Linked DNA regions of Sus scrofa: all the other regions are linked to region 1. Evidence: chromatin contacts called from public Hi-C and promoter capture Hi-C data. All regions are on one chromosome and are shown on one strand. The core of a region is the stretch at or near the end of the contact, and the rest is flanking DNA. Distances in the headings are between cores, read along the strand shown.

Region 1 (3,058 bases), core at 324-2,823:
TTTTCTTCGTCTCTAAACTTTTAAGTTGCTAAAGCTTAGGACTCTGCCTTGCTTTGCTCCTTTCCAGAGTCAATACCATGACCACGTCAGAGGATTTTCTTTTTATGATTCTCCTCTAGAAAATTTTAAAGTGAGACTGTCTGATCTAAGAGGTTGATTTTGGAAGATGTCATTTCTGTTAATTTCCTATTGTGTAGACTCTGGAGCTCTAAAGGACCTGTGAAGTGCAGAAACGTCTCCTGTGGATGTAATACCAGGCTGGGAGCAGGGGCAGCATCATGCCTCTTTCAAGATCACCATCTGGACTGGATTAGTGATAATGAGTTACTTCATTCTTAAATTGATAGAAAAGCATGGGCACCAGCTTCCTTCTCTCCTCCCAAGAGCAACTCTCTCTCCCATTGGTAAGGACTGACTTGGAAAAACATTTTCCTATAAAACAATTAGCCCGTGATTGGCAAACAAGCATTCAGTATAGCGACCCACTAAAACAAACAAATAAACAAAAGCAAGCTTCCAACGTGTTTGACACGGCCGGCGGGGGCAGGGGAGGGGGGCGCATACCTGGTGGACTCTTGCTTGTAGATGTCAATAATATTCTCCACCAGCAGGTTTCTCTGAAGCCCGTATATCCCATGTCTGTCCAAAACCACTTCGTGTCTGCAGGATGGGCAGCGGAATCGGCCCCCCGAGGCCACAGTGGTGCCTCCTCTTGTGGGCAAGTACGGGTTAGAGGCCTGTTCTTGCCGAGCAAGAAAAGAGGAATTGAGCATTGCCACAGGTAGCTTTCCTGGGACCTCCTTTCCCTCTCAGTTACTACAAACAACATCAACTCCTTGCTGGGAGATAGTAACTGGTCCCAAAACACAGGACCAACCCTCACCCATGGTCAACTGCAATGTGCCATTTTCAGCATGAGGTCCTTTTCCACCTAACGTTTTCATAACCAAAAGTTCCAGCCAGAAACTCCAACAGTAATGCCTTGGGCAGTAATTCATTTACAATTTTGAAACAGATTCAATGTTTCTAAAAGGACAAATATGATTCTTAATATTTTAATAAAATTAGATTTGAGAGCCAGGAGGAGGCTGATGGCAAAGCACAAAGCAAATCACTTTTAAAAATGGTCTTTCTTTTTGGTTGTTGTTTTAAATAAATGCAACCTTAGAACGCTTCCTAGAGAAATTCACCTCAGACTTAAGCACTTGATTGGGAGATGAGAACATTTTTTCCCTCTACCCCTAGATTCCAAACAAACCTACCTGGAAAATGTCACTGGCACATTTCCTGCACAGGTTGTGCTGGCAGGGAAGAATGACCACGGGCTTTGTGAACATCTCTAGGCAGATGGGGCAAATGAGTTGCTTCTCCAAGTTATCCATGGTCTGCTGCTCTTTGGAAAAAGACTTGTAATTCAAAGATGCGCTCATCTCCTGGCCGTCCCCGTGTGCACTGCCAGGGAAAGCGTGCTTCGAACGGTTTCGGCGAGTGATTCCTGGAAATAATTCCAAGGATTGTACAATCAAGCGTCCTTTACGTTTCTTTTGGTGGAGGACATTGTTTCAGGCTGGGGTTCAGAGCAGTGCTCGAGCTGTTTTTAGCAGCCGAGGGTCACGTGACAGCTGGCTGACTTCTCCATATAAGCCAGTGACAGGAGGATGGATTCTGACAGGTGACAGGGAACAGGGGCCAACATTCCTGGCCCAAGGAGTGAAGAGAGTGGGTGGGAAGGAGGACTGCAAAAGCCATTTAGACAGGGGTTGTGAGGAGCGGGAGGTGCCGCTGACAGTTGTCAACAACAAATGGGAATGTTCGTGCCGAGTCACTGAGCTATGCCCTCTGTGAGCACTCAATAAGGACTCGGTGACGGGCTTCTCCAGGACTGGGGAGAATGTCATCCAAGTAGAACGAAAGCCATTTCTGTGTTGAGAATTTAGGAAGCCAGTCACCAAAAGGAGCAATGACCCCCCTGCCTGAGGTGAAAACAGACAAAACAGGTCCTGAAGAGCATCATCCTGGCTTCACAAAGGTAGTCATCTAAAAAGCCTCGCTTCGTCTTAACCACTTCCTCTTTGTGAGGGTCAGGAAATGCGAAAAATTCCAACTTAAAAACTGATTGCTAATCTTTTCACCATAGGAGGCTCCACAAAATTTTAAAATATCCAAATGCCACTTGATGATCCAGGTTTTTTTAGAAGTTGTGAAAGAAAGCTCTAGTGTGCGTTTCCCTCCCTTTTGCCTACTCCTCTTTCATCCTATACCCCACCCCCACCCCCAAAATGCCCAGAAAATTGGACAGCCTTTAAACATTTAAATTTAGTTTCCATCGACAATCAGTAATACAGTAGTAACTGGGACATGGGGTCAGACCCCTTATTTCGTTTTGCCACACAGTGGGGAACAGATGGCAGGGCCATCTTCAGTGGACATGAAAACCGAGTCCTGCTTCCAGATCTGGGTTTTATCTGGTCTGAAATACCTATACCCCTTGGCATTTGTCTCACTTACCAAGGTGATTTTTTTTTTTTTAATGATAGTTTCTCTGGCCATTTCCTGGACTGTTTCTTGAGCCATCAGTTTCAGTTCTGATATTTGCCGGGATTTTGTGAAACCACTGTTTCAGCTATATGTTTTGTTTAAATATTTAAAATCAGATCAAAAATGAAAAAGAAACACGTCTATTTTTTATGTGCTAAATTTGCAGTTTTATTTCTCCTTGATTTTAAAAACCTCCTGCAATGAACACCTTGTGTTAGCACATCCCCAGCGTGCACTTAATTACCAGCAAAGAGTAGGGGGCTGTGACTGGTCATGGGTGCCCTTCATGCTAGTGCACTGAGCGCTTACTGAGAATCTAATAAGCTCTATTAACAAATAATAAGTTACGCGTATTCATAAACCTTTCAGAGATCTTTGGAGAATTTTCTTATTCCTTTCAATAGCTTTTTAGCAACTACAGCGAAGGAGAGAACTGGTGACATTTTTTTAGTGAGTAATTAGTTCACCTAGCTGAGGCGTTAACTGTGTTTATTATCACATGGGCTGTGATGGTCTGAGC
Region 2 (3,058 bases), core at 158-2,657, 250 kb after region 1:
CCTGAAAAGACCCTGAAGGGTCCCAGGCACCAAGGTGATTTTGCGCATGTGATCCAACTCACCTCATTGGCAAGAGGCCAGAGCTAGGCCTGCAGCTCCTCCAGCCTGTCTTCATCCTGGGTGAGGTGCATGTGCGACAAATCAAGCTCTGCACCCCCCTCCCCACCCGGCCCAGTATATCGTATGGTTCTGCTTTTCTTTTTCTTTCTTTTTTTCTTTTCTGGGGATGTGCCTGCAGTACATGGATGTTCCCAGGCTAGGGGTCCAATCAGAGCTTCAGCTGCCGGCCTACACCGAAGCCAAAGTAACGTGGTATCTGAGCTGAGTCTGTGACCTACACGACAGCTCAGGGCAACTCTAGATCCTTAACCCACTGAGCAAGGCCAGAGATTGAACCTGCATCCTCATGGTTCTTAGTTGGGTCCACTATAGCTGAGCCACAGTGGGAACTCCAGTTCTGCTTTTCTGAAGAATGCTAATATACTTTCCAATACGATAAAGTATACTGTGAAGAGTTGAAGTTCTGGTCTTGAGAAACCACATGGTTTGGTGAAAATGCATGGCTCTGAGGTCATACAGAACAGAGATTGGTGGCACAAACAATTTAGGGTCTTGAAACCTGACTCCCCATCTGTAGAATTGCGATCAAGTTTTTACTTACGTAGGAGTTCCCATAGTGGCTGTTGTGTAGGGTTAAGTTGAAGATTGTATGTAGAATACCCATAGTGTTTCACAGTGAATACATAGTACATATTAGCTCACCTCTCTGTTGGAGGGAGATGCATTGGTTAGTGCCCTGAGTCCTATTGAATGACTTAATGGAACAGAGTCACTTCAGCATATATTGTCTAGTATCACACCAATACTACCTTCTGGGTGTTTAGATGACACAAAACTCAACATTATTTGAGGTAAGTTTTGCCATTTATCTGTGGGAGATTTAAGGCAAGTTCTGACTCCGAGCCCAGCTTCAATTTAGAAACTATTACTCTACGGGGTTTTTGTCAGAAGTAAATAAGAGAAAATACAGAGGATGCTCCATACATCTACTGGATGTTGTGGGAGTAATTGGGGTTTCAAAGATGAGTTGGGTAAGTTGGTGTGAGACAGGCTGGAACTGCGGACCTGGGACCCTTTGCTGCAGTGCTTACACCTGAACAAATGCTGCAGTTGGGGCAAATTATGAATAACAAGATACAAAAAGACCCAAACTCAGCTGAGATATTGAGAGCAAAAGCAGGGTATCGCACATGATCCCTGCATCCAGCAGGAGGATCTGCCCCTACCCTGACCCCATTTAAGGGACCAACTCCCCACACACCCACCCACTCCCAGGAGCCAGCAAAGGAACTGGCTTGTTTTCACTCTCTCCTGCTGCAGCGAATAAAGCCTGGCCTCTTATCAATTTCTATTGATTAAAGAGTCCAAGAACCTGGGTGGTTAACAGGGTGCTAAAGGGGAGCTTACTATCAAGTGAAGAAAAAAATCCATGAAACCACAATGGAAGTTATATTCTTTTAATAGTAGAGAGCAGGGTTCCAGTCATGGCTCAGTGGACTGGTATCCGTAAGGTTGCAGGTTCAATCCCTGGCCTCCCTCAGTGGGTTAAGGATCCAGCATTAAGGATTAAGGATCCTGCGTTGCTGTGAGCTGTGTTATAGGCTGCAGACGTGGTTGGGTCTTGCATTGCTGTGGTGTAGGCCAGGAGCTGCAGCTCCAATTTGGCCCTTGCCTGGGAACCTCCATATGCCACGGGTGAGGCCCTAAAAAGCGCCCCCCCCCAAAAAAAATAGTAGCGAGCAGAAAAGTAGAAAATTACCATGAGGAGGTAGAAAGTTTTAAATGCTATAAAAGAAACAGATGCCATGGAAAGATGATAAAAGGTCTTGCAGACTTCTGTTGATTTATGGGATCATGAGCATATGATACCTGATCTCACAGGCACGGGCTAGGCAATACTTCCAAAGACCTGCCACCTTGCCAGTGGCTGGTCATAGCACATAACTGGAAGAGTGGGTGCTTTGAGAGAGGAGCCAAGTCAACAATTTTGCCGGCAGGGGAGTGCTTGTTCAGGCTGACATCCCAGAAGCTGGAATGCATTTGAAACAAAAGCTTGCAGCTGAAAATCTTTGACAGTTTTGGGGAAAATGTGACAAAATAAACCTACAAATTACATATCCAGTTTACAAACTAGGTCGAAAAGTTCTTTTATTTTCTCCCACCTTCTCAAAATCAAAGCCAAGAAACAAAAACACTTTTGGTAAAAGGGTATGCAGTCTCCTTTCCCCTTTGTCTTCTCATGTTCATCCTTTCTCATTTTTTCCAGTGCGTACTCTCACTTCTTTCTCAGTCTCGGTGTTTTCCCACCAACCCCCTCCCCGCCCCCTCCTCACGCCCGCATTCTCTGCTCGGCTCTTAGCCCCTCAGCCCGGGACAGCCCGGGCCCCCCGCACCTGCTAGCGGGGAGCCCGAGCCAGTCCCCGCCGAGAGACTGGCAGTGACGTAGCGGGGAGGACGGTGCCCGCGCGGCCCGCTGACGTCACTGCCGCAGCGGTCCCCAGCGAAGCCCAAGAATGGGAATTCAAGGAGGGAAACGCGGCGGTGACCCCAGGGTCAGGGCTGAGCGCTCCGAGTGGGCCGCGTGCTTTGGGTCTCTGGAGTCAAAAGGCCAGAATCGCGCCTCCTGCGTAGGCTGATCCCACCCACCCTACACCCTCAGTGCGCCCCAACGCCAGAGTTTAGCGATAAGGGGAATGTCCCTAAACGGTGGGGCCTCATGCGCAAGCGCCTAGGCTGGGGAGCAGATAAGGGAAAGAGATGGAGGGGGCTGCAGGATGAGGATTGGTGGGGGAGGAGAGCAGCGTGCGGCGGGAGGGGACAGCGACAGAGCCTTACGGTGCGACACAAGAGGAAGACGGCTCACTCCCTCGGCCGCTAGCCCGGCTCCCCGGGCGCTGCGGCGGCGCGGGGCCTGCGGCGCGGCGTCGTGACGTCACGGTGGCGGCGGCCGTGGTTGGCGCTGGGTCCGCGGCTGCAAAGTGTGAATTACGCCTGGCTC
Region 3 (3,058 bases), core at 181-2,680, 240 kb before region 1:
TTAATCTTCAGCCAAAGTTTTGGTTGTGGGAAATAACATTAATTTGTCCTGTGCAATATTTACATACTATTTTCAGAGGAGGGCAAGGCTGTCCCTTTAACTTCAAGCTCAGTGAAGGCAGGGGCCACATCTTTGGTGTCCCCCTACAGTGCCTAGATGTCAACATTAAGTACAGTTCTTGGTTTACAAACAAGTCCGAGGCTGAAATTTACTTCCTCCTCTTTCCTCCTTGGTGTTGCCCTCCTTTTCTCTTGCCACCCAAGCCCGGCGGCCCGGAATTCATCTTGCTTCCCACGCCCCCTTTCCTCTTCCCTCCCTGGCTGGGTGGGCCACCTTTCCTCTTACCCCCAGGACCCTGTCGGCCTCCCTTTCTTTTGCCCTTCTGGCTCATTTTCCTCCTCTTAGCCGCTTCTTCCTGGTCCTCCTCCCTCATCTGCTTATTGGTGGCTCTGGTCACGTCCAGCTGAGGCTTTTTGCTGTTCATTACTCGCAACATCTCCAACTGGCTCTTCTTCTCAGCTGCAAAGTCCCCAAAAAGGGGTTGAAACTTCCTTTTCTTGCCAGAGCCCCGGGGCGCCTTCTCCTTGGGCAGGCGCTCCTGGAAGCGCCCTACAGAGGCGGTGGAGACCTTGGCCACCTGCATGGCGCGGCCCAGCTCTTCCTTACTCTGATGTCCGGTAGGGTGCATGCCGGCCGCGCTGGGCAGCTGCATCTTGTGCGCGCGGGCCAGGTTACGCAGCCGGTTCAGCTCGTTCTTGGCTACCCGTTCCTTCTTGGCCTGAATACGCTTGGCGAACTGGTCCTCCATGGGGTCGGCATTGCTCGGCACCTCAATCAACCATTCCTTGGTATCATCGCGGGCCCGTTGGTAGCCCCAGCGGCGGCGCCACTGGCCGCTTACCTCGTCCCACACCAGGTTGGTCTTCTTCTTAGGACGGATGCCCTTGAGACGCGCAAACTGCTGCCAGCGTGTAAGAGGGCGCGGCCGGGGCACCGGCTTCTCGCGCGGCAGTCGAGTGGTGGGCTCCGGCAGCCGCGCCACCAGCGTCTCCTCCACGCGCTCGGTGGGCAGCTGCCAGAGCTGGTTGATGAGCAGCTGCGTGTTGTCCCGCGCCAGGGCTCGCAGCTCGGCCTCCTTCGTGGGTCCCGCATGCCGCAGCCCGGTCGGGGGGTTCCGGTCGGAGGCCAGCAGGTTACCCAGGTCGAACTCCAGCTCTAGTTCCTTGTGCACGGTGATGCGCTGCAGCTTTTCCGCCTCGTCCCGCTCCGCCTTTGCCAACAGCTCCTCCACGCTCTGGCCCTCCATGGCTCCGGCTGTTCCGGGGTAACAGTTCCAATCAATTCTCCAGTAGCGCCGGCAAAGGCCAAGGCAACACAGCCACGTGCAGTCGCCCAGACGCTCGTCCCGGAAGAGAAAGCTCCACTTCCGGAGCAGCCGGAAAAGGCTCACAACGCGGGCGACCCGAAGAAGGGCCGGCAGAGGGCGGTGTTGGAGAACAGATGGGGTTAGAGACGGCCCTTGGGCTCCAGCCCGGATGTAGGCGGAGCAGGAGCGAGGAACCCGCGCACTACGAAGTCCAAGGTTTGACTGGCACCGGGGCTTCCACTAGGCAGTGGCGTGAGGGAGGGAGGGGCAGTGAAAATTTTGGGGGCCCCAGAATAAGGGGGTCTCGGAGCGACTGTGTTACACTAAGTTAAGTCAGTTCTCAAGATACTTACTAAGTCAGTTCTTCTTGGGAACAGATAAATTATATTTCACCAGAGCCCATGGGGCCCTGGGTGTGGGCCGACAGAGGTCCTTCCCACGGATGTACTTAAAGCCAAGTGTAGACGAAGACTTGGTTTGCTTTGGAAGCCATAGGCAGCTCTGAGTGGGCACGGCCGTGACCCCATCCCAGCCGCCCGATGCCTGGTCTTCCCCGCCCCGGGCTACATCCTCTCACATCCTCTCCTGGCTAGTGGCTAAAGAGCGACTGGCTCTTCTGTTAGACCGCCTTGGTTACAATCTTGACTGCGCTGGTGTTTGAACTTCAACTGTTTAACTTATTTGGCCCTATTTTAAAACCCGTAAGATGAAAGTACTAATAGTACCTACCTCCTAGGGCCACTATAAAGATAAATGAGTTAATATGCCCCCAAGGGAGCTTACTCTAGGGTCTGGATATCAGTGCTCTGAAGGTGAGCTAAATACCAATTACTGTTTAATCTTCGTAATGGCTTGAGGAGCTGTGGCTGGAAGGGCAATCTTACACAGTGATTAAACACCAGGCTCTTGAATTAAACGACCTAGAATAAGATCCATGTTTATTGTACCTGCTTTGGACGGATTGTTTAATATAAGTCCTATAAGTTAATAAATATGAAGCATTAGTTACTGGCACATAGTAAGCATTCAGTAAGTGTTAGTTACTGTAATTCATCATATTCCACTGATGACAACAGAAGACTCAGAGAGGTAAAATGACGTCTAAGGTTTTACAACTAGGGAAGCTGGGAGCAGGATTTATTTTAACGCTGGCTTTAAGACTACATGAATATTCTCTGCAATGTTTTACAGGCTCTTGATACTTGAAAAGTGTGGTGTGGTGACCTGGGCCTTAGAAATGTAGACTCTTTGGCCTCACCCCAAATGTAAAGATTTAGAACCTTCATTTTTAACAAGATAGCTAGGTGATGAGTATGGTCAAGTTTGGGAGGCACTGCTGGTTGTGTGGTTTACAGGTTTTATTTTATCTTAATTGGATTACTGAAGAAGGGATTAGTTGGAGAATTAACCCATGAATATAGATATCGCTGTTTGGAATAGATTTAGTTGAGGGTGAGCTCAAGAGGGCTTTAGCTACAGCCCCATCTATCACATCTGCCCCCCTGAGTTTCGTCTCTTCTTGAGCTCACTGTTTTTCCTCAGTTCTGCTTTGTTTATTCACTCTTTAAACATTTAGTGAGCATGTTTTATGCCCCAGGAATTGGGTTATAATATTTTTTCTCTTTTCCAAAAGCATTTTCAAGATTTGCTGCGGTTTTTCTGAGCCTTTGTCTTAACATTCAACACCAACTC

The links. Promoter capture Hi-C pulls out the DNA fragments that hold promoters and counts their contacts. Hi-C and Micro-C count contacts between places; a contact is called where the count stands out from the background.
Region 2: a Hi-C map of skeletal muscle shows a contact between it and region 1, with 2.7 times the contacts expected there. The contact joins the promoter of PDE7A here to the promoter of TRIM55 in region 1. A contact is called at or near these places in 1 of 5 promoter capture datasets (liver), 6 of 47 Hi-C or Micro-C datasets (embryonic fibroblasts, epiblast stem cells, liver and 3 more) and 2 of 2 datasets of contacts at active chromatin or transcription factors (alveolar macrophages and skeletal muscle).
Region 3: a promoter capture Hi-C map of liver shows a contact between it and region 1, with 4 times the contacts expected there. The contact joins the promoter of RRS1 here to the promoter of TRIM55 in region 1. A contact is called at or near these places in 2 of 5 promoter capture datasets (fetal liver and liver), 8 of 47 Hi-C or Micro-C datasets (alveolar macrophages, embryonic fibroblasts, epiblast stem cells and 4 more) and 2 of 2 datasets of contacts at active chromatin or transcription factors (alveolar macrophages and skeletal muscle).

The regions. Positions count from the first base shown.
Region 1 is chr4:68,529,316-68,532,373 of Sscrofa11.1, forward strand. It overlaps TRIM55 (tripartite motif containing 55), which reads right to left and starts at 1,574. Exons shown (of 9, transcript NM_001244691.1): 1 at 1,263-1,574; 2 at 565-737. The coding sequence starts at 1,430.
Region 2 is chr4:68,776,503-68,779,560 of Sscrofa11.1, forward strand. It overlaps PDE7A (high affinity cAMP-specific 3',5'-cyclic phosphodiesterase 7A), which reads left to right and starts at 1,408. Exons shown (of 13, transcript XM_021089289.1): 1 at 1,408-3,058.
Region 3 is chr4:68,286,783-68,289,840 of Sscrofa11.1, forward strand. RRS1 (ribosome biogenesis regulatory protein homolog) reads right to left here and starts at 1,431. Exons shown (of 1, transcript XM_003125604.4): 1 at 1-1,431. The coding sequence starts at 1,306. The coding sequence ends at 209. All of the region lies in intron 1 of LOC110260284 (a long non-coding RNA gene), which reads left to right.